Linked DNA regions of Mus musculus: region 2 is linked to region 1. The links are chromatin contacts, called in public promoter capture Hi-C maps. All regions are on one chromosome and are shown on one strand. Each heading gives the region's core, a stretch centred on a gene start, on an enhancer-like site or on the middle of the called end of the contact. The rest is flanking DNA. Distances are from core to core; before and after follow the strand shown. Region 1 overlaps Rnf144a (ring finger protein 144A). Region 2 holds the start of Colec11 (collectin sub-family member 11).

Region 1 (6,320 bases), core at 2,362-4,861:
GCGCTCCTCAGCAATCCCTTTCCTGTTGTCTTGAAGGGACCTATTTAACATTTTCCTTCTCTGCGGTAAATTAGGCAACTGAAGCATTTCTCAAGGCAGGCACGAAGCACACGCATTGGCTCATTGGATATCAATTAATTTTTTTTTAATTCTCTTGCTGAGATGAAAGGCCTCTCTCTGGTTAGCCTGCCATCCTTGCCAATTGAAAGAAATCACTCATAAAAACGAAACTGAGTCTCAAGCTTCAAGCCGCTTACAAAGAACCAATTGATTTACCCAACTGGATGCAGACGCAGGCCCAAAATAAGAATCTTGTTGCTGTCGGGACGTTACATTAGAAAAACTAATTTACTTAGAGTCGTACGACAATAAAACACATTGTGACTTTAAAAAACACAGAGAACAGTTCCCTTGGCGACACATCTTAAAAGGGAATGAGGTGGGTTTGTATGTGCTGAGCAAGGAAAAATTTCTCCAAAGAGCAAGATGTATTATGATTTTATTCAAAACATATGTGTGCTGGGAGAGATGGGGACTCTAACAAGGAGAAGATTCCAATGAAGGAGTTGATGGTTCTGTATCCAAAGACTGAAGGCCTGGGCAGGAAGGAGAAGCACCCGATACCGCGAGATCCTGTACTGTCTGGCTTGTGCATTTATAATGTATTCTATTCGTGGTACACACATAATGTAAGACTGGGTGTTTTAAAGTTTTCGCGTTAATGTGGCAAGTTATTTCACAGGACCATATCATTATGCCACCATCAAAACCAGATCTCAGGGCCAGTGAGAGGGCACAGCTGGTAAAAGCTATCTGCCCAGAAGCCTGATGAACTGGGTTTGATTCCAATCTCACACACATACACGCACATCCGATAAATGGATACATAAATAAATGTCCTTTAGTTTAAAATATACTCCCTCAGATCTCTCACATAGGCCATCAGTCGTTTCTGGCATGCACCAATGGTCTTGCATCTTTGGAACGTTCCTACGATCATAATCTGACCTTTTAAGTTCTTGTTTAAAAACTACAATTGAACTGATAGAGTTGGTGGGCCAGTCCCATAAAGGCCATGAATCACATTTCTCCCAGGCTCTCTGCTTGTCTAATGGCTCTAAATCAGTTATATAGCCAATCCCACAGATGACCGAAGATGAAACTATCCACATAACGAGTACAGAGATAATTACTGCCCACTTAACAGAGCAAAGAGTAATGAGTGAATAAAACCTTTTAAACATCTCACCGATGTAAAGGTGCAAGAGCTATTCTGATGCAACAATGTTAGGCTCAAAACCAGAAGAACGGGGGCATCTCTAGGGTCTCTTACAGTCTAAAAGGTCAATTCTCAAAACCCTGTCTTTAAAATAGCCCAACCTCACAAGGTATCTCTCTGAGCCTTGTGTGACTTAAGTTCTTGCCACCTTCACAGACAGGGACTGCAGGACACTGTGACTCGGCACTGCTGGGGACAGGAATGGCACATTAGGGTAGAGACCTAAGATGCCAGCTTCATTTAGTTTGATAAGGTATGATCAATTGGCTAATCAAAACCTGCTAATACCATAAATATACAAACAGGAAAATCAAAAAGGAAAAGAAATCAATGAATTGAAAATAGCTATCCATTGGTATTAGAGCTCCTAGGCAATCATATCAAAAAATCATGTTAAACATGATTTGCCTAAAAAGATCAGTTAAAAGACCTCATCCAAGAGCGGTTGTGCAGCGAGTGGCGGTTAATCAGAAATCACAACTTCTCAAAGTGAGCAAGTGTCTGTGTGGTTCTTGGTCACAGATCTTTATCCCAACTCACAGGCTCAGAGCAATGAACAGAGATTTAAAAGTCTGTGAGACTGCAGCTGGGAGCGGAACAGAGTCTTCTGGACATCATAGGACCACTGCACTCAGAAACTCACAGCAGGGCAGTGGTGGCTCCAACAGAAGATCAAGCCAGGTGACATTCCAGTAGGGAGGATAGAGGGGACTGTGAGCCCCTACACCTAGCTGAGAAAATGACAACGATGGCTTCCAAGGGATGGGAGTTCATCTTCTTTAAGGGTGTGACCTCTAATAGGTCCATCATGCCCCTGCAGATGACTCTGCACACAGGAGTATATGAGCAGCAAAAATTATTCTGTGCATTATTAAATTAAATTTTAAAAAAAAGAGGGCACAAAGTTAGGAGGGGATGGAAGGTGTGGGTGAACTCAGGAGAAATTAAGAAGAGATGTAGGGAATGAATATATTCAAAATACATTGTATATATTTATGAAATCTTCAAATTAAAAGTATTCTATTGAATGGGTACAAGAATGAGCTCAAGAGCAAACTACAGCTGCCCATTGCGTTGTTTATGAGAAACTCGCTGAAAAGCTTCGGAAGCAGATTAAAAGTTAAGGGATGGAGACACGTGCTCCATGCCAAAGCTAATCCAAAGAAAACTGAACGGCAAGAGTTCAATGCAAAGGGGAACTGTTGTGATGCAAACTATAAAAGGGCAAATTCCACCACACAACATAAAAACATGTACATACTCAACAACGGTGTGCCAAAACTCATACGGCAAAGTTGATACCAGTACAGAGGAGAAGCAGCCATTAAGTCGATTTAACACCACCTATGGGTGTTAAATGGACAAATCCAGCAGGCAGAAAAATAGAGCAGGCCAAGATGATCTGAAGACCACTAACAATCACCTTGATCGTTTTGATCCACAGCCTCCCATCTGAACTCTGGCTCCCATGTGACATCCTAAGCCTAGAGCTACACGTGAATGTACAAGCAAACAAATAAAAGAACCAAGAGACCATCCCAAGCGTGCTCCTTCTTCACAACCCAGACCAGTGACCAAAGATACCCAGGAAACCCTGGAGATGTCCAGTCTACCCTAGACACTGTGAGAAAGAATCTGTGCATGAACAAAATGGGGAAGAAAAAGAGAGAGAGAGAGAGAGAGAGAGAGAGAGAGAGAGAGAGAGAGAGAGAGAGAGAGAGGATGCTTACAAAAATGCATGTGCATAAGCATGTATGCACATGCATGTGCATGCACACATACACACACACACACACACACACACACACACACACACACATCATTCCTGGGCTACAGATATCACTGCAATCTTAACAAAAAGAATATGTTTAAAAAATAAGGAGAGCATGGGGTATTATTCATGTATGTGTTTCTACCTTTAGCTGAAAACTAAAGAAAGTAATGAGCAGTTTCTAATTTCTACTATTTGTTGACTCATTTTATGCAGTGCCAGCCATGGGTCCCAGGAATTAGGGACAATTGTCAAGCGCTCTACCACTAAGCTACAACTCCAGACCCCAGCTCTCTCCATTGCTATGGATAAGGTCTCACCCTTTCCCACCAGGAGGTATTCTTGGATTCACTTTAACGTCTGCCTTTACATTTTTAGAGGCATGATGTCTTCAGTCCTCTAAGGAGCCCCATGACTAAAATAACGGTGGTAGCATTCTCCCTATATAGATGAACAAATTGGGAACAATTGCAGAAGCCAAAGGCCTCCACTTAAGTCCCACTGGGGCTGAGAGCTTGGGCAAGACCCTCTTCTCTGACCTCATCTTGCCACATCTTGCACAATCCTGACCACAGCAGCCACACGGGGAGGTGCCCTGCATGCTGACTCTGCAGGTCACTGCCTCCCTTCTCAGGTTCACCATCACAAACAGATCTGCAGGGGCCTGACCTCACAGGAGCCAACCAGCAGCCCTCCTGAAACAGTGCTGATGTTTGCACTATTGTTTAGTTTAATAACAGGAGGGTTCCTTCCTGGTCTGTTACTCATTTCTCTCTAAACCACCACTGCAAAATGCCTATCTTAGACCTCTGGCTCACCTCTGGCTCATCCGCTGAAATGCTTGTCATGTCTGAAATAATGCATTATATCGTGTTGGGATGAACCTTAATTTACATTTAAAAGTTTTTTGGTGGGGAGCTGGCAGGGTGGATCAGTGGGTAAAGTCAACTGCACCAAGCCTGAAGACCTAGGTTCAATCCCATGAAATCACATGGCAAAAGGACTGACTCTTGCAAGTTGTCCTCTGACCTACAAACACATGGACACAGAGATACACACACACACACACACACACACACACACACACACACACACACACACACACAGTCACATATCCCTTCATACACAAAGGCATACATATATGCATACAAAATAAGGTATAATTTACAATTTGGTCAACATCTCAAACTACAATAATACGTTTCACTGTGGAATGGAATATAGTTATCACCTGGGATCAAGCCAGTGATGATGGCCCCAGCTTCTGCCTCCTCCCACAGACACCAAAATCTGCAGATGCACCAGACCTTATGTAAAATGGCAGTCTCTGCATAGCTGAGGCATGAGAGAAAGGCAGAAAGGATAATGCGGGAAAGAGTGAGAAAAACCCCCAGCTGGCCAGATGGCCGGTCCTGCCGACCGCATCAGAAAGCATCAGCAATCCCATGCTGCCCACAGAGACAACTTATGCTTTCCATAGGATGCCTATGAGGCAAATGTGAACCAAGTGTGCTTACTGAGGGACCAAGCAACATTAACCTTGAGTTTCTGGTGCCTGCTCTTTGTCGTAAATCTAAACAGTGTCTGTAAATCTATCTCACGCCTCCATTTCCAAAGGTCCATCCTTGAACTTCTCTTCCTCCTGTAAGTGGTCCTCTGGAGCAAAGAGGAACAGGAGGCCCTTACAACCTTCGGAAATGCAACTTGAGAGTGATCCTGGTGTGCTTTTCTGTTTTGTCATAGACTCTGTGATCGATTCGTCGAGGAAAGGGCTTATTTGGTTCATACTTCCAGTTCATTGTAGCTGAGGGCAGTCACGGCAGAAACTCAGGGCAGAGCCCATGGAGGAGCGCCACTTACTGACTAGCTCCCAATGGTTTGCTCAGCCTCTTTTCTGTTTGTTTGTTTGGTTGGTTGGTTTGGTTTATTGTTGTTTTTTATTAATTAAGTCACTTATTCACTTTACATCTCAGTAACAGTTCCCCTCCTCTCCATCACCTCCTCCCAACCCCCTCACATAGCCCCTCCCTCCAACCGTCCTCCCCTTCTCTGTGAAGGGGGAGGCCCTCCTGGGTATCAACCCTTTCTGAAACATCAAATCACCGCAGGACTAGGTGCATCCTCTCCCATTGAGGCAGGACAAGGTGATAACTCATTTCTCTCTAAACCACCACTGCAAAATGCCTATCTTAGACCTCTGGCTCACCTCTGGCTCATCCGCTGAAATGCTTGTCATGTCTGAAATAATGCATTATATGTGTTGGGATGAACCTTAATTTACATTTAAAAGTTTTTTGGTGGGGAGCTGGCAGGGTGGATCAGTGGGTAAAGTCAACTGCACCAAGCCTGAAGACCTAGGCTCAATCCCTTGAAATCACATGGCAAAAGGACTGACTAGTGCAAGTTGTCCTCTGACCTACAAACACATGGACACAGAGATACACACACACACACACACACACACACACACACACACACACACACACACACAGAGAGATACACCAGTGAGGTGAATGGGATCCAGAGGCAGGCAACAGAGTTAGGGACAGCCCTGTTCCAGTTGTTGGGGGATCCGCAAGAAGACCAAGCTGCACATCTGCTACATATATGCAGAGGGTCTAGGTCCAGCCTATACTTGCTCTTTGGTTGGTGGGTCAGTTGCTGGGATTGGCCTACTTTCTCATACAAGCCCAGATCACCTGCCCAGGGGAAGATGCACCCTCCCACATTAATCATTAATCAAGAAAATGCCTCAGACTTGCCAACAGGCCAACCTAATGGAGGCAATTACATCACTCCATGTTCCCTCTTCCCAGGTGATGCTAACTTGTGTCAAGCTCACAAAAAATACCAGCCAGTGCCAAAGCCAACAAAACCCTGTACACCCCCATCATAGAGAAAGCTGCTTCCAACTTGCCCTAGGGAGGCTCCCCTTCATCCTCCTGGTGTGCTTTTGCTCATCAGTCAGTCATCTGTCTAAACACCCCGAGCATGAGATATACGCGTAAACTGTCTGTTGGTAAATCCCCAGCCTTGCTTCATCAGGGTTCATCATGTGTGCTGGATTAAATATGCTTGACCCATAGAAAGTGACACTATGCAGAGGTGGGTCTTGTCTGAGTCAGTGAGTCACTGTGGGGATGGGCTTTGAGGTCCTGCACTTAAAGCTCTACCCAGGGCCTTAAAACCCCTCTTCTCCTGGCTGCCTTTGGATCAAAATGTAAAACTCTTGGCTCCTCCAGCACTGTCTGCCTGCATGCAGCCATGCTT
Region 2 (6,865 bases), core at 1,105-3,604, 2.2 Mb after region 1:
CTAAGCTTACACGGGACTCTGCAGACCCAGGGGTTGTCACACATGGATTATTGCTCTGCTGTCGCTGTCCTGAAATTTCCAGCAATTTAGGAAACAAGGGAGTGCAAAGCCTGTGGGTAAGCACGCTTCCCCCACAGTGCTCTTAACTCAACAGCACTCCCCTGTTACCTAAGCAGCTTCCTTTTCTGTAGAGCTACAAAGGAGATAATAAGCCGGGTATGGTGGCACACAACCATCAGCCAGCACTTGGGAAGCAGAATATGAAGTTCGTGAGTTCAAGGCCAGAGATACATAGTAAGGTCCAACAAGCAAAAATGTCGGGGTGGGGGGTGGGGGTGGAGAATGATGCTAAAGAGATGGCTCAATGGTTAAGAACATGCACTGTTCTTGAAGAGCACCCGAGTTTGTTTCCCAGATGCTTGTAACCCCAGCTCCAGGAGAGCCGTTGCCTCTTACCCCCCACTGACACCTGTACACACATGCACATAGGAACAGACAGACACAGACACACATACATAGTTTTTAAACAACTCAAAAGGCTGGGCATGGTGGCCCCTGCCAAACACATGAGAGGCAGAGAGGATTCCTGTGAGTTTGAGGCCAGCCAACACTATGAAAGGAGACCCCATGAAAACAAACAATCAATCAATCAAAGCGATGCTAACCCTTGCTGCACCCTCTGTCGGTTAGATTAAAAACTGCTCAGATGTTTGTTTTTCTCCATGCTCTCGGGATGGCACAGGAATGTATTCCATAGAAACAAACGCTCCTCCAGAGACAGCAGGCATCCAGCAAGACAGTCATCACTTTCTATCCCATGAAAGTCCTAAGTGTGGCTTTACAAAAGATCAGGCCACAGCAGACAAGCTGTGACAAGGAAGAACAGAGATGAAGAATACCCCGAGCTGGCTCCTCCTCCTCTCTCACTGACTCTCCTGCCTGTGTGTCCTTACCCTCAGTTCTATCTAAGCTAGTGGGTGTGATGGGGCCCTGTCCTCCAACTTTCTCAGATTCTGCCCCAGACCTGGCCCAGAACAGGGCAGGTGGTCACATAGAGGTTGGGTGGGGGGAGGTACCATGTCCACCAGGAAGTACTGGCTTGTGTTCTGGTCCGTTGCCTCTCAGGAAAGGAATTTGGTTTTATAAACGGAGACTATGCAGCAAGCCCAAAATCTTTTTAAAAACAACATCCTTATCTCTTAGCCAGGGCCCAAAGACTGGGGCCCCACTTCCATCAAAGAGACAGCTTTCTGGGGAGAGATTAAATGTGGAATTCACAAAAGAAACAAGAATGAACTGGCAGCAGGCCAGGGGGAAACACAGTAGCCAAACACATCATGACGTGTCCATTAAACACCTACAGTGAAGCCCTGGATCTTGCAGACTCTGAACTATCTGCTGCGAACGGTACTGTCATTTGGAAGCCTCCTCTGTCCTAAAGTGACACTCCCACCCCCCGCCATGAGGCTACAGGGAGGATCTTACCAACACCATGGTAAGGAGACATCTGCCTGTTCTCCTTCGTCTTTGGCACAGATGTCTCAAGATTGGAGAGAAAACCAAATGTGAAGGTTTGGAGCTCTGCTCTCCCAGGCAAGAGTGCTTGTCAAATCAAGTTCCATTCTGCCAAGCAATGGCTTACAAATTTGACCATTTTAATATGGAGCTGCTAGCTGGGGCCACTCAGACACAGCAGCTAGTCCCAAAGCCTGGTGTCAGGGCACAACAAGCAACTGCCCTTTGGAGTTACTCCCCTTTCCAGTGTTGGGAGGCTCTGTCCACTGTTAGATGGCTCCCCTGAGGGAAGTGTACCTCCCTCCTGGTCCCCTCCCCACACTACCTAAAACCACAGCTGAGTATGTCTTGGTGTTGTAGGTCCCTGAACAGGGCTTTCTTAGCTGTCAACCCATAAATGCTGCCCACTGCCAGCCTGGAGTATGTCACTCTCTCAGGTTGGAGTTAGAAATGATCTATGCAAACTCCAGCTCTTAAATAACCTGAGTAACTGTATTTCCATCATTCTGATTGACCAGAATCTGCCTCTGCTGGCTTCTCGAAGATTCCACCTTTAACTCTGAGCTAAATAAATTTTAGAACTCTAGCGTCTAACTTACTGATCAACTCCAGGATACTGAATCCCACTTTGCCAAATTCCACAGCCTGGGTCTACCCTCCAGCCCTGTTTGGAAATTTGCCCTCCTGCCTGTGCTCGACACCTGTCCAGTCCTGGCCTAGTGTCCTGGGGCAGCATCTCTTACCTGGATGCACACTAGGCGAAGGAGCTGTCCTGACAGTCACCGGCTGGCAGAGACACTGCTCCAAGGAGCCTCATGGCTGTTATTTACAGAGACCAGCTGCAGTCCAGCTCAGAGAGAAACCCTGCCTGGGATGTCAGACAGCCCAGCGAATCTGCTGGAGGCTGCAGCCTTATCTGCAAGAGCTTCCTGCCTGAAACCATCAGCTGTCCTGCAGGGCCCTGTGGAGTGTGGGAACTCGGCCCCTGCTGCCAAAGGGGTGTCTGGGGAGCCCAGCCAACCCCACCCCAAACATTCTCTCTCAATTTTGGTTTTCTTTCCTGTTTTGCTTTCTTTTCTTTTTCTTCGAATAAGTGCATGTGCCAAACATGGGGGTGCATGCCAGTAATCCCTGCATTCTGAAGACTAAAGCAGGAGGATTGCTGTGAGTTAAAGGCCAGCCTAGACTATGTAGCAAGTTCAAGGCCAGCCAGGTAGGAGTGCATACTGAGACTGTGTATGAATCTCTGCATACACATGCACCTGCTTACACACACACACACACACACACACACACACACTACAAGTCATTCCCACACAGCAAGCTGGAGAGATCAACAAGAGTTCTGTGCTATAGCAAAACAGACTCCAAAAGCTACCCACTGTGGAGTTCCATCTATAAAATACTCCTGAGAGAGCTGGGCAGTGGTGGCGCACGCCTGTAATCCCAGCACTTGGGAGGCAGAGGCAGGCAGATTTCTGAGTTCGAGGCCAGCCTGGTCTACAAAGTGAGTTCCAAGACAGCCAGGGCTACAAAGAGAAACCCTGTCTTGAAAAACAAACAAACAAACAAACAAACAAACCAAAAACAAACAAACAAACAAACTACTCCTGAGAGCCTGTTAGGAGGTTGATCGGGGGAGCACAAGCACGCTAACACCCTCAAAGAAACAACAGTCGTCCTCCATCAGGGAAGCTGTACTGCTGGCGTGTAGCTTCAGGACAACTCTGTAGATCCATGAGGGAAGAAGCCAGATCAGTCAAACCAACTTCACGATCAATGGAGTGTGTGATGTTGCAGCCATATTGCCCTTACAACCTGTTCATATAAGACTCTTAAAGTGATAAAACTATAAAAATCAAGGACAGATCAGTGATTGGCTAGGACACTGTGTGCCTCAAGGGTGACATGGCTTGGCCTGCTTATGTTGGAATCTGGGTTGCAGTGCTGTGCCAGACTTTCCACTGGGGAAACTGGGCTCAAGGGAACCCTCTGGAATGTTTTCTACAACTGCATGTCAATCTATAATCTCCTCTAAATAAAGCTTAGCTTTTATGTTTTGTTTCTCAAACAGAGCCTCATGTAGCTCTCCTCAAAATCAATAGAAATGGCTTTAGCTCATTCACATTTCCGAAGTTCACAGAAGTACACAAAGCTAACCAAGAGTTCCAAGAATCCTTCCTAAGACCTACCCAAACATTGAGCGATGGTAGCGTATGCTTTTAATCCCAGCAGTCAGGAGGCAGGGGTAGGCGGACCTCTAAGTTCCATGCCACCCTGGTCAACAGAGTAAGTTCCTGAACAGCCAAACCAAGGGTACACAGAGAAATCCTGTCCAAAAACCAAGACCAAAAATGCCCCCCCCAAAAAACCCAAAACCTACCCAAACAAACTGTCAGATACCCCCTTTTGCCTCAAGGTGGTAGAGGGCCTAGAAAGCCTAGAGATTTTTTCCTTCCAAGTCATATTTTTTGTTTGTCTGTTTTCCAAGACAGGGTTTCTCTTGTATGACCCTGTCTCGAAAATTGCTTTGTAGACCAAGCTGGCTTCAAATTCAGAGATCTGCTTGCTTCTGCCTCCCAAGCACGGAGATTACATGTGCCACCATACTCTGCTATAGTCTTTTTTTTTTTAAGCAATATATTCCATAACGCAGGCTGGCCTTAAATTAGAGGCAATCCTCTTGCTGCAGCCTCTTAATATTGGAATGACATGAGCTACCACTTCTGAATCTTCAGTCCCACCCTGGTACTGGTATTAGACTCAGCCTTGTACATACCAGGCAAACATTGTCGACTAACCTATGTCTCCAGCCCACCCTTAGGGTTTTTGGATTTTCTTTTTAAGTGCCAACAGTTTAAAAAATACTCCCCACTGCAAAAATAGTGCAATTTAACTTGCCTGTGTTGAGTAGATTGTAAGTTAGGACCCTTGTATTATTAAGCGTACTCTGGTGTCACCAGGAAGCACTGTCTACTCCTCCGCTGGAGGCAGACCACTGCTTTCCTCTGCCCTGACCCCACAGACCATCCATTCCTGACCAGAACAACACTGGCCCAAATCCAGCGACTGTTTACATCTCTCTGAGATAACCATGGAGTTTGGATAGAAGAGTCACATGAAACCCACTCTGCTCTGGATGGGAAACTTACTGGGGTCACATTGGACGTGCTGCTCTATCTGTGGGACACTGTCCCTGAGGACATTAACCATGGCCACCTCCCCAAAGGCCCTCATCACTGAGTTCCCGGAGAGTGCACGACACTTCCATCCCTTATCCTAAGCCTAGTCACTCGGGGATACAGAGGAGCAGAAAGACCAGGGTGCGGGATTGAAAATCTCAGTTCTTGCCAACTAGTTAAAAGGTCTTAACCATTTAAGATATCTATCCAGTGTTGACATTCTGGATTACACCATTTATATGCCAGTGGCATGGGAAAGGGGACATCATCAGATGCCCAGAGGGCCTGCCCAGATGTTCTCACAAGTAGCCTGCACTAGAGGTGCCTACAGGTGCCAGAAAAGGCATCAATCCCCTAGAACTGGAGATACATCCTGGTGTGGACTGTCATGTGGATGCTGAAATCAAACTCAGTCCTCTGCAAGAGCATCAACTGCTCTTAACCACTGAGCCATCTCTCTAGCTCCAGGGCCTAGGTTTTCTGACCTAATGACTGGGCAGAGGGAACCTTCTCATTTGTATTAAATTCTCAAGGTTGAGGCACTTTGGGAACCACTGCCAGTCTCACAGTGGCTGCCAGGACACCACTGAAAGTCTACTGCAGCATCTCAGCAGCCCCATATGGGCTGCGACTGGCCTTACTCCTCAACCTTCAAGAGCCCTTCACACTAGCCTATGCTTCTAGCTGCTTTACAGCCCTGGGGTAGAATCAACAGACTGATTTACAGAAGAGAGGACTCCTTGCTGGGTGTAGTGACTGTCCTAGCAAAACTGTCACCCAATCAGTGACCATTAGGAATAAAGAGCAAACAGAGAAACATGATAGCATGTCACAGGCATGACAAACCACAGGGTGGCTTCCTCATATAGTCTGAAAGTCAGACTAAAATGAGCTCGGAGAGCAACTGGAAAGTGGACACTGTCCACTGAGTCACTGGTAGACTTATCTTTTTTAAAAAAATTACTTAAAAGTTCTTCTTTGACAATTCTGTTTCAGGAACTCAAAACAAACATTTACCCTTTCCTCATAAGGCTCCCAAGACAACCCCAAAGTCCAACCTGTGGAGCCAATGGATATATTAGGCTCACTGATATTAGAGCATGAAGTGGCCTGGGTGACAAAGCCATCACCGCGTCAGACAGTCACACCAGCACAGATGACAGCTTCCCCATAGAGGCATAGATGAAGCTCCTGTCCATTAGCCTACTACTTTCTATAATATTACACTTTTCGGCCCTTGATGTTGTGTGCAATTATGGCAGGATTATATATAGCTGGCTGGGAGGTTGTATGGGACTGAAATCAGGTGAGGGCCCAGTCCCCATCCTCCAACCTTGTGAAAAAACATTCACAGTGAATAGGCCTGATCCTCAGGGTCGCCTGCAGGCATGTCTGTGCACCTTGTGTGTGCAGTGCCTTAGGCCAGAAGAGGATGTCAGATCCCTTAAACTAGAATTAGACAGCTGTGATGTGCCACATGGATGCTGGGAAGTGAACTCCCACCTGCAAGAGCAGCTGGTGCTCTTTACCCATGAGTCAACTATCTTAGTTTGGGTTACTATTGCTATGAAGAAACACCACGACCACGCAAGTTGGGGAGGTAAGTTTATTTGGCTTGTACTTCCACACCACAGTCCATCACTGAAGGAAGTCAGGACAGGAACTCAAGTAGGGCAGGAACCCGGAGGCAGGAGTTGATGCAGACGCCATGGAGGGGTGCTGCTTACTGGCTTGCTCAGTCTTCTTTCATATAGAACCAGAACCACCAGCCCAGAGTTAGCACCACCCAGAATGGGCTGGGCCCTCCCCCATCCTTCACTAGGAAAATGCTTTACAGGTGGATCTTTTGGAAGCGATTTCTTATTTCCTCTTTTCAGATGACTCTCACTTGTGACAAGCTGACATAAAACTCTCTCTCCAATCTTTCCATTTTTAAACATAGTTTACTTATGGTTGCTTGCATGAGCTTGGGTGGCATTGTTTACTGGAGCATGGCTAACTTAGAAGTGGCTCCAAAACATAAGACGATCCTCATAACCAACCAATCGCTAATTGCCAGAAGCCCCAGGAGGGGTGGGGCCTCAAGAACCCAAATTTTTTGTTTCGTTTGTTTTTCGAGACAGGGGTTCTCTGTGTAGTCCTGGCTGTCCTGAAACTCACTCTGTAGA

Evidence for each region. Promoter capture Hi-C pulls out the DNA fragments that hold promoters and counts their contacts.
Region 2: a contact with region 1 is called in a promoter capture Hi-C map of liver, with 5 times the contacts expected there. The contact joins the promoter of Colec11 here to the enhancer-like site in region 1. A contact is called at or near these places in 6 of 39 promoter capture datasets (the 3T3-L1 cell line, frontonasal cranial neural crest, hippocampal neurons and 3 more) and 1 of 9 other capture datasets (liver).

Annotation. Positions count from the first base shown.
Region 1 is chr12:26,395,145-26,401,464 of GRCm38.p6, forward strand. The region is part of intron 2 of Rnf144a (ring finger protein 144A); the gene reads right to left. Among named protein-coding and RNA genes, the nearest start is that of Mir6538, 17 kb to the right of the region's middle. Within about 2 kb of position 3,612, at least 49 of the 459 cell types and tissues checked have an H3K27ac peak or open chromatin away from gene starts, as enhancers often do. A contact at or near this core is called in liver, where this site is marked.
Region 2 is chr12:28,620,976-28,627,840 of GRCm38.p6, forward strand. Colec11 (collectin sub-family member 11) reads right to left here and starts at 2,355. Exons shown (of 7, transcript NM_027866.2): 1 at 2,259-2,355.